Regions from separate parts of the Sus scrofa genome. Here regions 1 and 2 are each linked to region 3. The links are chromatin contacts, called in public Hi-C and HiChIP or PLAC-seq maps. All regions are on one chromosome and are shown on one strand. The core of a region is the stretch at or near the end of the contact, and the rest is flanking DNA. Distances in the headings are between cores, read along the strand shown. Region 1 has its middle 21 kb from the start of KIF13B. Region 2 holds the start of KIF13B (kinesin-like protein KIF13B). Region 3 holds the start of INTS9 (integrator complex subunit 9).

The links. A called contact is a pair of places that touch in the nucleus more often than the background predicts. HiChIP or PLAC-seq counts read pairs in DNA pulled down with a chosen protein or histone mark.
Region 1: a contact with region 3 is called in an H3K27ac HiChIP or PLAC-seq map of alveolar macrophages. The contact joins the enhancer-like site here to the promoter of INTS9 in region 3. A contact is called at or near these places in 11 of 47 Hi-C or Micro-C datasets (embryonic fibroblasts, fetal skeletal muscle, fibroblasts and 5 more) and 2 of 2 datasets of contacts at active chromatin or transcription factors (alveolar macrophages and skeletal muscle).
Region 2: a contact with region 3 is called in a Hi-C map of mesenteric adipose tissue, with 1.8 times the contacts expected there. The contact joins the promoter of KIF13B here to the promoter of INTS9 in region 3. A contact is called at or near these places in 4 of 47 Hi-C or Micro-C datasets (embryonic fibroblasts, mesenteric adipose tissue, skeletal muscle and 1 more) and 2 of 2 datasets of contacts at active chromatin or transcription factors (alveolar macrophages and skeletal muscle).

Annotation. Positions count from the first base shown.
Region 1 is chr14:13,120,052-13,122,751 of Sscrofa11.1, forward strand. No RefSeq gene overlaps it. Among named protein-coding and RNA genes, the nearest start is that of KIF13B, 21 kb to the left of the region's middle. Within about 2 kb of position 1,365, at least 31 of the 83 cell types and tissues checked have an H3K27ac peak or open chromatin away from gene starts, as enhancers often do. A contact at or near this core is called in alveolar macrophages, omental adipose tissue, retroperitoneal adipose tissue and 2 more, where this site is marked.
Region 2 is chr14:13,099,189-13,101,888 of Sscrofa11.1, forward strand. KIF13B (kinesin-like protein KIF13B) reads right to left here and starts at 1,255. Exons shown (of 40, transcript XM_021072406.1): 1 at 817-1,255. The coding sequence starts at 1,240.
Region 3 is chr14:12,690,969-12,693,704 of Sscrofa11.1, forward strand. INTS9 (integrator complex subunit 9) reads right to left here and starts at 1,472. Exons shown (of 17, transcript XM_001928998.7): 1 at 1,159-1,472. The coding sequence starts at 1,167. HMBOX1 (homeobox-containing protein 1) reads left to right here and starts at 1,639. Exons shown (of 11, transcript XM_005670463.3): 1 at 1,639-1,952.

The DNA of each region.
Region 1 (2,700 bases), core at 115-2,614, 430 kb after region 3:
CAGAGGTGCCACTCACCACTGGCTGCACCATAGTCTCCCTGGGAAACCTTTTCAATCCCAATGTCCAACCACACCCCAGACAAATTAGATGGGAATTTCTGGGGTTGGGTGTTGGAATGCTTGACAAAGCACCCCAGGCGATCTTAACATGAAGCCAGAACTGGAAAGCACTGAATTAAAGGCAGGTTCTCAGAACTGTTCCTGACAAGAGTGATTCTGATAAGAGTCATTTTCTTGTGACCAACTGGTAATTACAAAACATGCTTTTACAAAAATAGTGTTTAAAGAACTATTTAAACAATAATAGATGTGTTTTTAAAAATAGAGATAAATCAATAACTATGGAAGCTAAGAAGAGTTGGAGCTTCGTCCAAATTAAGCAGATCCAGGAGTTTGATCTGGGAGTGATATGACACAAGTGACAACTTAGGAAGAATAATTGGATGCTGATGTGTTGGGTAGAGCTGGTTTCGTTCAGCAAAGAGTTATTTACCGTGGTAGCTAGCATTTATTGCTCAAACCTGCCAACAGCCCCATAGGGGGCTTGTGGTACCTTGTTTTATAGATGGAGAATCCAACGGTGAGCTAGGTTAAGTGACTTGCCCAAAGTGGGGGGAAAAAAAGAGCAGAGTTAGGATCTGAATCCAGAATTCCCTTCAGGAGCACCTTGCTGGGCCACCTGTCACGTCATGAATGACGATGCCTATGTATTCTTTGGGGACACACAATATATGTCACAGTCCTTCAAGAGGGGGTAGATGGGTCAAGATATACCCACCATGGTGATGATAAATTCTTATTGGTGTTCTGAGGACACCCGTGGGACATGGCTAAGCCTGTTGTGAGGAGTGGTGCTGGAAGAAACAACAGGAGACTTGTCTTTAAAGGAGGGCAAAAGAGTGGAAATCAGGGAGGGCAGTTAGAGAGCCATTGGGATGTTGCTGTGGGGATGGGAAGGAGAAGTCATTCTTCCCCTCATTTTCCCCCCTCTTCCTGGATTTGGAATTAAAATACATTTGGAGGCCACTGATGAGACTAACACTCCAGGACCCTCCTGAAGCGAAGAGGCCGAGGAGAGTTTGACGCTAGGGCAACACCGCCACCTGGTGGACAATATTTTTATTGCAGGCAACGTGCCTCTGCGGTGAACTTTTATAACATTAACACTCCTTTTCAAATCATCTGAATTTTGCCGACTGTTAACACATATTTAGCACTTCCTTAACATAAGTTAGGAAGCTCTACCTAAGGAAGCTTGCCTGCCCGATTTTGAAAAGGAAAAAAGGACCACCCTACCCCGAACAGATGGCAGGACGACCCTGGCTGAGACTGGGGTTTCCCCAAACCAGAGCTTCTGGATCCCAAGGGAACTGGGAAGTCAACAAGGGTCTCAGACTTCCTCCCTCTTGTCCTTTCTTCCTTTATCTCCTTTCCTCCCCTCCTTAATTCTCTCTTTTAAATTTTCAGCGTTTTAATAACTTGTTTTACATTTATCTGAGGCCATTTTGGTGTGGGGCAGATAGAATTTTATAACACTGCTTATCTCAGAGTGACCCAAAATGTATGGTAGCTATCATTTGTGCGTTTTCGTAAATAAAAACTGGAAACCCAAGTCGATTTTAATAAATTCAGTTTGGCAGGCAAACAGTTTTTTGACCAAAATCTAGAGCTTCTGCTTTAGGGAAGGGTAAGTGCTGCCCTCTAGTGGACATATCTTAACATTACAGTCTATGAATGAGGCTCGAACAGGAGAGAGCGCAAGGTAAAAATTCTGCCTTGGGGAAGGGTAAGTGCTGCCCTCTAGTGGACATATGTTAACATTACAGCTCATGAATGAGGCTCAAGGAGAAGAGAAGGTGCTTGATAAGACTTCTGCAAATACTACTATCTTCTTCTTCTGAGGATTCCTTTGAGCTCTTAAAAATTCTCAATTTCCTGAACAACATTCCACATCCCAGAATCCACAAAATATCTGCACTGTTCTGGCTAATTTAGCTTTTCTATCTCCTTCCCTTTTGCCTACGTGTAGCCTGATCACAGTTTCCTGTCCAGAAATCTGCCAGGTATCCCACTACCCAGGGTTCCTACCAATTCCATGCCCATTTCTGGCTGCTGGGGAAGGAGGTGAGGACAACGGGTATGAAGACACATTGAGCAACTTCTCTTCATTGTGATCATCAAGGACCATTTGTTGGTCTTCTACTCTTGCAACAAGTATTCATTACTTCCTAACACATACAGGCCATTTATACAAAACACGTTAGTGAGCAAGACCCAAGAAGTCATTATTCCTGCCTTAAATAGCAAGGCAAGTGAGGATGAAGCAGTGTAAAGACTTTGGACGGGGAACGAACTAGGTCCAAGTCCTGGCCCTTCCCAAATGCCATGGGAGCAGTGGAAATATCTCAGTCCCTCAGCTTCCTGAACTGTAAACTGAAAGGGTTAGACTAAGTGAGTTTTAAAGATAAGTTTAGGGAGTTCCAGTTGTGGCTCAGTGGGTTAAAGACCTGACATAGTCTCTGTGAGGATGAGGGTTTGATTCCCCGGCCTCCCTCAGTGGGTTAAGTATCTGACGTTGCCGCAGGCTGTGGTGTAGGTTGCAGATACAGCTTGGAGCCAGTGTTGCTGTGGCTGTGGTGTAGGTTGCAGCTGCAGTTCCAATTCGACTCCTAGCCTGGGAACTTCCACATGCTGCAGGTT
Region 2 (2,700 bases), core at 5-2,504, 410 kb after region 3:
CTTTTCTCTATCCTCCCTGCAGAATTGAGAGAATGTCTGAAAGATACAATTTCACAAGAATCTTGGCACCTTAGCTATTTATTGTTGAGAGATGACGAGTATGACTTCAAGCAAAAGCAAAACTTTCTCAACAGTCAAAAAAAGCAGAGGGCAAGGAAGGGGACCAACTCTTCAAAGTTCAATCAAAGTATTTACAAGCCTTTATGACCGTCCAAGTTTAAGGAACATAGTGTGAAAAGCCAAGAGGAAGGATTTTTGCACTGGAACGCTTTCTTAGGAGTAAACCAAATTCCCCGCCCTCCTTCCTGACGCGGACCTCAAGAGTGCAGGGTCGGGGCCTGGGGTCTCTAACTGTCCCTGCCAAGCCAAAGGGTGAGAACCCGAGGGGCGGGGGCCGCTCTGACAGCTGGCGAGCCGAGAGCCCAGGCGCGGTGGGGCACAGGGCAGGGGCCCGGGGAGAGAAGGAGGAAGCGAGCCCGGGGCGCGGGACGCGGGCGCCCTCCTGGAAGGGCAGGGAGACCGGAGGGCGAAAGGGCGCCGGGGAGGGGCGGGCGCGCCGGCGGAAGGGGCAGCGGGCCGGGACGTGGGGCCCGCGGCGCCCCGGGACGCTGTGCGGGCGAGGGGAGGGGCGTCCCGCGCAGGCGGGGCGGGCGCAGTGGGGGACGAGGTTTCGGGGTGCGCAAGCCGCCCTCCCTCCCAACACGGACTCCAGGGGCGGGGCCGGCCGGACCCCACACGGCGGTCGTGGCCAAGGGAAGGGAGCGCCAGGCACCTGCCGCCTCCGCCGCGGCGGACCCGGGCGGGCTTGGCTCTCACCTCTTCGATTCATGGGCCGGATCCGGACAGCCACTTTCACTTTGGAGTCGCCCATCCTGCCGCCGCCGAGGCTCTCGCTCCGGCTTCCGTCTGCCGCGGCCACCGGGCAACTCCTCGGGGCTGACCGGGCGGGAGGGGGCTGCGGGCGGGAGGGGCGGGGCCGAGGTGGGGTCTGAGGAAGGGGCGGGGTTGGCCTTGGGGCTCCCGGCGCTCCCTCGCTGCATGACGGGACTTGTAGTCTCCGAAGGGGGTCGTGGGCGGGGCGCGCTTCCCTCTCTGGAGTCTGCAAAAGCGCGTCTGCTGCTACACCTTGATTACTTACCCCCGCCGTTAGTGCTGACATAAACTGTCGATGAGCTGATACCGCACCTGAAAATAGTTGAATAGATGGCATTCGAGACCTTGCAATGGCTTTCAGACTCATTTCCTGCTAATTTTAGTGTTTGATCCCTGGCTCAAATTATTGCCACTGTTTGTATTGCCCACCTGGTCTTGTTTGCTGAAATCATCCAAAACAAGTTAAAAATTACCCCTTTTGGAAGTCTTCATAAATCCACAGGTTATCCTATACCAACCCATCCCCTTTTCTTCCAGTCAAGACCTTGGGCTCTGGCATCAATCTGGGTTCAAATCCACTCTCAGCACTTTGCAACTGTGTGCCAAGGCAATAGATTTGACCACTCCGCTTGCCTTTTCATATGTAAAATGAAGACAATAAGAGTGCCAACCTAGAGTTTCCTTGATGGCTCATCAGTTAAGGAACCTGACTAGTATCCATGAGGACTTGGGTTCCATCCCTGGCCTTGCTCAGTAGGTTAAGGATCCGGCATTGCCTACAGCTGTGGTGTAAGTTGCAGATGCAGCTCGCATTCCCCGTGGCTGTGGCCAACAGCTGTGGCTTCCATTTGACCCCTAGCCTGGGAACTTCCCTATGCGTGGGTGCAGCCCTAAAAAAGCAACAATGACAGCAAAAAAGAGTGCTAGCTTTAGAGGATTGTTGTAAGGTTTAATGAGTTAGTATAGGTAAAGCTCTTTAAAAACTCCCTGGCACATAAGTGCTCAATAAATGTTAGTCATTCTTTTTGCTGTTAAAAGCAAACTATGTCTCTCCTATCTTGTGTTTTTAAAACCGTATCTTATATGTGTAGCCTAGCCTGCAGTAGAGACCCAATAAATATTTATTACATGAATGAATCAATGAAGCCACACTAAAATGTGCTTGTTGTTAGGCCCTAGCAGAGATGTTAACTCTTGCCTGCAAATATGTTCTATTTGGCATAATGGTATTGGCCAGCACATGAAAATCAGGAGATTTTTACATGCAATGTTGGGCCTACATTACATATTGGAAATGCTGATAGGAACTGAGTAGCAATGGTCACCTTTATAAGAGGCAGGTGAGCTTGGATATATTTAATGATGGAACAGAATTCAGAACCATTTTATAGATGAGTAAATATAGAAAGCTTGCAAGACTGGCCTTTTACGAACTGTGCTGTTGTTGAAAGAGCTTCAATACAAGCAGAGTTGTCATAAAGGTTAAAAATACCTTTAAGAGGAATGTAATTTTGACACATACCAGGACATGGATGAACCTGGAAGACATTACCCCAAGTGAAATGAGCCAGACACAAAAAAGCAAACACTTTGTGATTGTGCTTATGTTACATATTTTCCCACAACTCAGGGTAAAACATTGTATCATTATGTTGTACACCTGAAACTAGTATGTCAATAAAAGTTCATTTAAAAAAGTAAAAATAAAAAGTAGAATAAAAGGTTAAAAATAGAAAATGCAACCCCAGAAACCCCTCTTTACAGGAAGGGAATTTCTTTCTCAGAAGCACTTCCTCTGAGGTTTCAGAAAGGCCTTCTTAGCTGAAG
Region 3 (2,736 bases), core at 222-2,721:
TTTGTATCTTCTTCATTGCACACTTCTTTTGGATATGGGTGGTGACTTTCAATTTGGCATTTTTACATGTCTTGAAAACTGACCCAGAAGCAAATTGATATCCTCAAGGTTTACTGATCTGTGTCCTTCTCCTTACCTAAACAGCTTTAGTGTTGAATCTACTTCTATTTCTCTGACTCCTCAGAAAACAGCTGAAACTCTGAAGAGCACAGGCCCTTAGCGTGTGTGTGCAGGCACCAGCCTGGGCTGCACACTTTGGAAAAGCATGCTCAAACAATTAAGAAAATGCACATTTTATTTTTCTACTAAAATTACAGGAAAGTAAAGATTTACAACACTTGGCTGCAGGAATGCGAATTTTAAGAGGTTGAGAAACAGCATCTCACACCTGCTTTTCTACTAATACCATACAGTTGGAATAAACTAGTTAAAGTAGCTAAATCTGTGTGCACACAGAGTAACGTGGCTCAAAATAAAGGCCTGAGCAGCCTCCCTACAAGCCAAGTGTTTTGAGTTTTGTGATGCAGAGAATTTTCCAGGTATCCTGGCAGGCTCCATCTAATCTTGGCTCATACAGTCCCTACAGCCCTAGACTGAATGCCTTGACACTTAAACCATATTATACAGGGTTTAAAACTTAAATCTTCCACGATCATACCATACCATGATCTCGTCCTTCTCTGAATATCAAAGACAGTTAGGAGTCTATAACAGAAAACTTAAGTGATTACTCTGCCCAATATTTTCTAAACTCTGCTCATATGTAACCAAAGCCTTTTCAAAAACTGTAAGAAACGCTAATCAAACGCCAATCGCGTGGAAAGAAGTTAACCAATTATAAAACTCACATGGCAGCTGTGAAATCAGTCAAACCTAGTTCATAAAGCCCAACCTCAGTTCGTGTGTGAAGTAAGGTGACAGAGTCAATCTCTTATCTAACCACAGGAGCCGCCAAGGGATAAATAAGATCTGGGGGTCGGGGGTGGGAGGTGGGATTCAAACTCAACCACAAGGAGCAGCTTTCCTTGGTTCACCCCACTTTCTAAGTCTCTAACTGCCACCCCTCTTCCGCGACGGTTCCCACCACAAGTTGGAAACGACGAAGTCCAAAAGGATATGGCATCACCTTTGCCCTCTGACCTAGGAGCAGAGACTCACCAATTTCATATTGGACTTTAGGTTGTTCAATATCAGTCACTGGACTCCTCAGAACCAGAAAGCCTCTTCCGGTTCAATCTCCGCCACCCGCCAGCCTCGAGCATCGCGGGACATGCAGTCTTTCTTCCCTACGCCCCCTTCCGGATGCATCATGGGAAATGTAGTCCTGTCTTCTTGCATCATGGGAACTGTGGTCATCTTTCCTTTTTCTCTCTTTCCTCCTTCCTTCGGCTCAAATTCTTCCCCGCCGCCAAATCATTCTCCCTCTCCATCCCAGCATGATATCATGTCCCCTGTCTGGGCCCAGAGCCCACGGTATTCTGGGATGTGTAGTCCCTACGACTCTGGCGCCCCTTTCCCCTCCTCCCTGTGGGAAGGCGAATGGCGCAGGTCTTGCCGGGAGCTGTAGTCCCCCAGGGCCTCCGGGCGCCGAGTCCCGCGCTTTTACTCGAGGGAGTAAGAAACTACAACTCCCAGGGCCGCCCGGCGGCAGCAGGTGGGAGCGGGGCTGTTGATATCAATATGGCGGTTGTCAGCCAGACAAAGACAGTCAGTCTGATGTGATTGAGACAAGGGAGGTTTTCAGGGGGAGACTGGGAGATAGGGGCCTCCCCTCCCCCTTCTCCTCTTCCTGCGCCGGCCTCAACCCCTCCCCAGTCCCCTCCCGACGGGCGCCCCACGCGGAAGACACCCCTCCCCCTCCCGCTTTCCCCTCCTCCCTACCTCAGCCCTTCGTACTGGGACGTTGGGGAGGGGGCTGTGCCGGGCGGAGAGAACTCAGCAAGGATTCTGAGGTGAGTCGAGCGATTTGGAAGGCGGGCTCCCTCAAGTCTCTTTCTTCACTTCTTTCTCTTCACTTTTTTTCTTTTTTCTTTTTGGAGGGGTTTGGGAGAGAAAGTGAGTGGGCCGGGGGTGGGTCTCTTAGGCGGCCCGACTGAGAGGAGGGAGGAAGCGTGGGGCTTCCGAGGGGGGTGACCCGGACGCAGGGTCTGGGGTGGGGCAGTTTGTGGGGGGCGAAAATGGAAAGGCGTCGGCTGCTCCCTAACTCTTTCCTCCTGGTTACCTCCTTGGTGGGCGGAAGGTTTGAATCCTGGAGGTGGGGTCTCTTGTTTGGAGTTTGGGAAACTGTGAGGGGAATTTGAGGTGTGGGTTTGTTTGGGGTGCAGAACTGTATTTGAAACTGGGTGACGTGTACTTGGGTGATGTGTTAGCCTTGAATAAATGTCTCTAGAGAGGAAGTTCGGGAGACGGAGTCGGAGCTTTTAGCTGGGCCTGGGCGGAGAAGCGTGCGCGAGGTGCGGGTCCTGGACCTCTGGGCTGGCGCCGCGGCGCGGGGTGGCCGTGGGGAGCAAGTCGTTTGTGTCCCATCGCCCGCTCACACTCCTTCTCCCATCCTCCCAGGGACACATCCCAACCCCAAACTCAGGGTAGGAGCACTGTAGACGTGAGATGCTGTGTGGATGGCTTTTTGCATCCCGAAGTCGGTAGCTAGGTGGGAAAGGAAAAGTGTTCTTAATATTTTATTCCGGAACCGTGTTTTGGTTACACTGTTGGGGCTACTTTGAAACGAGTCCTCCA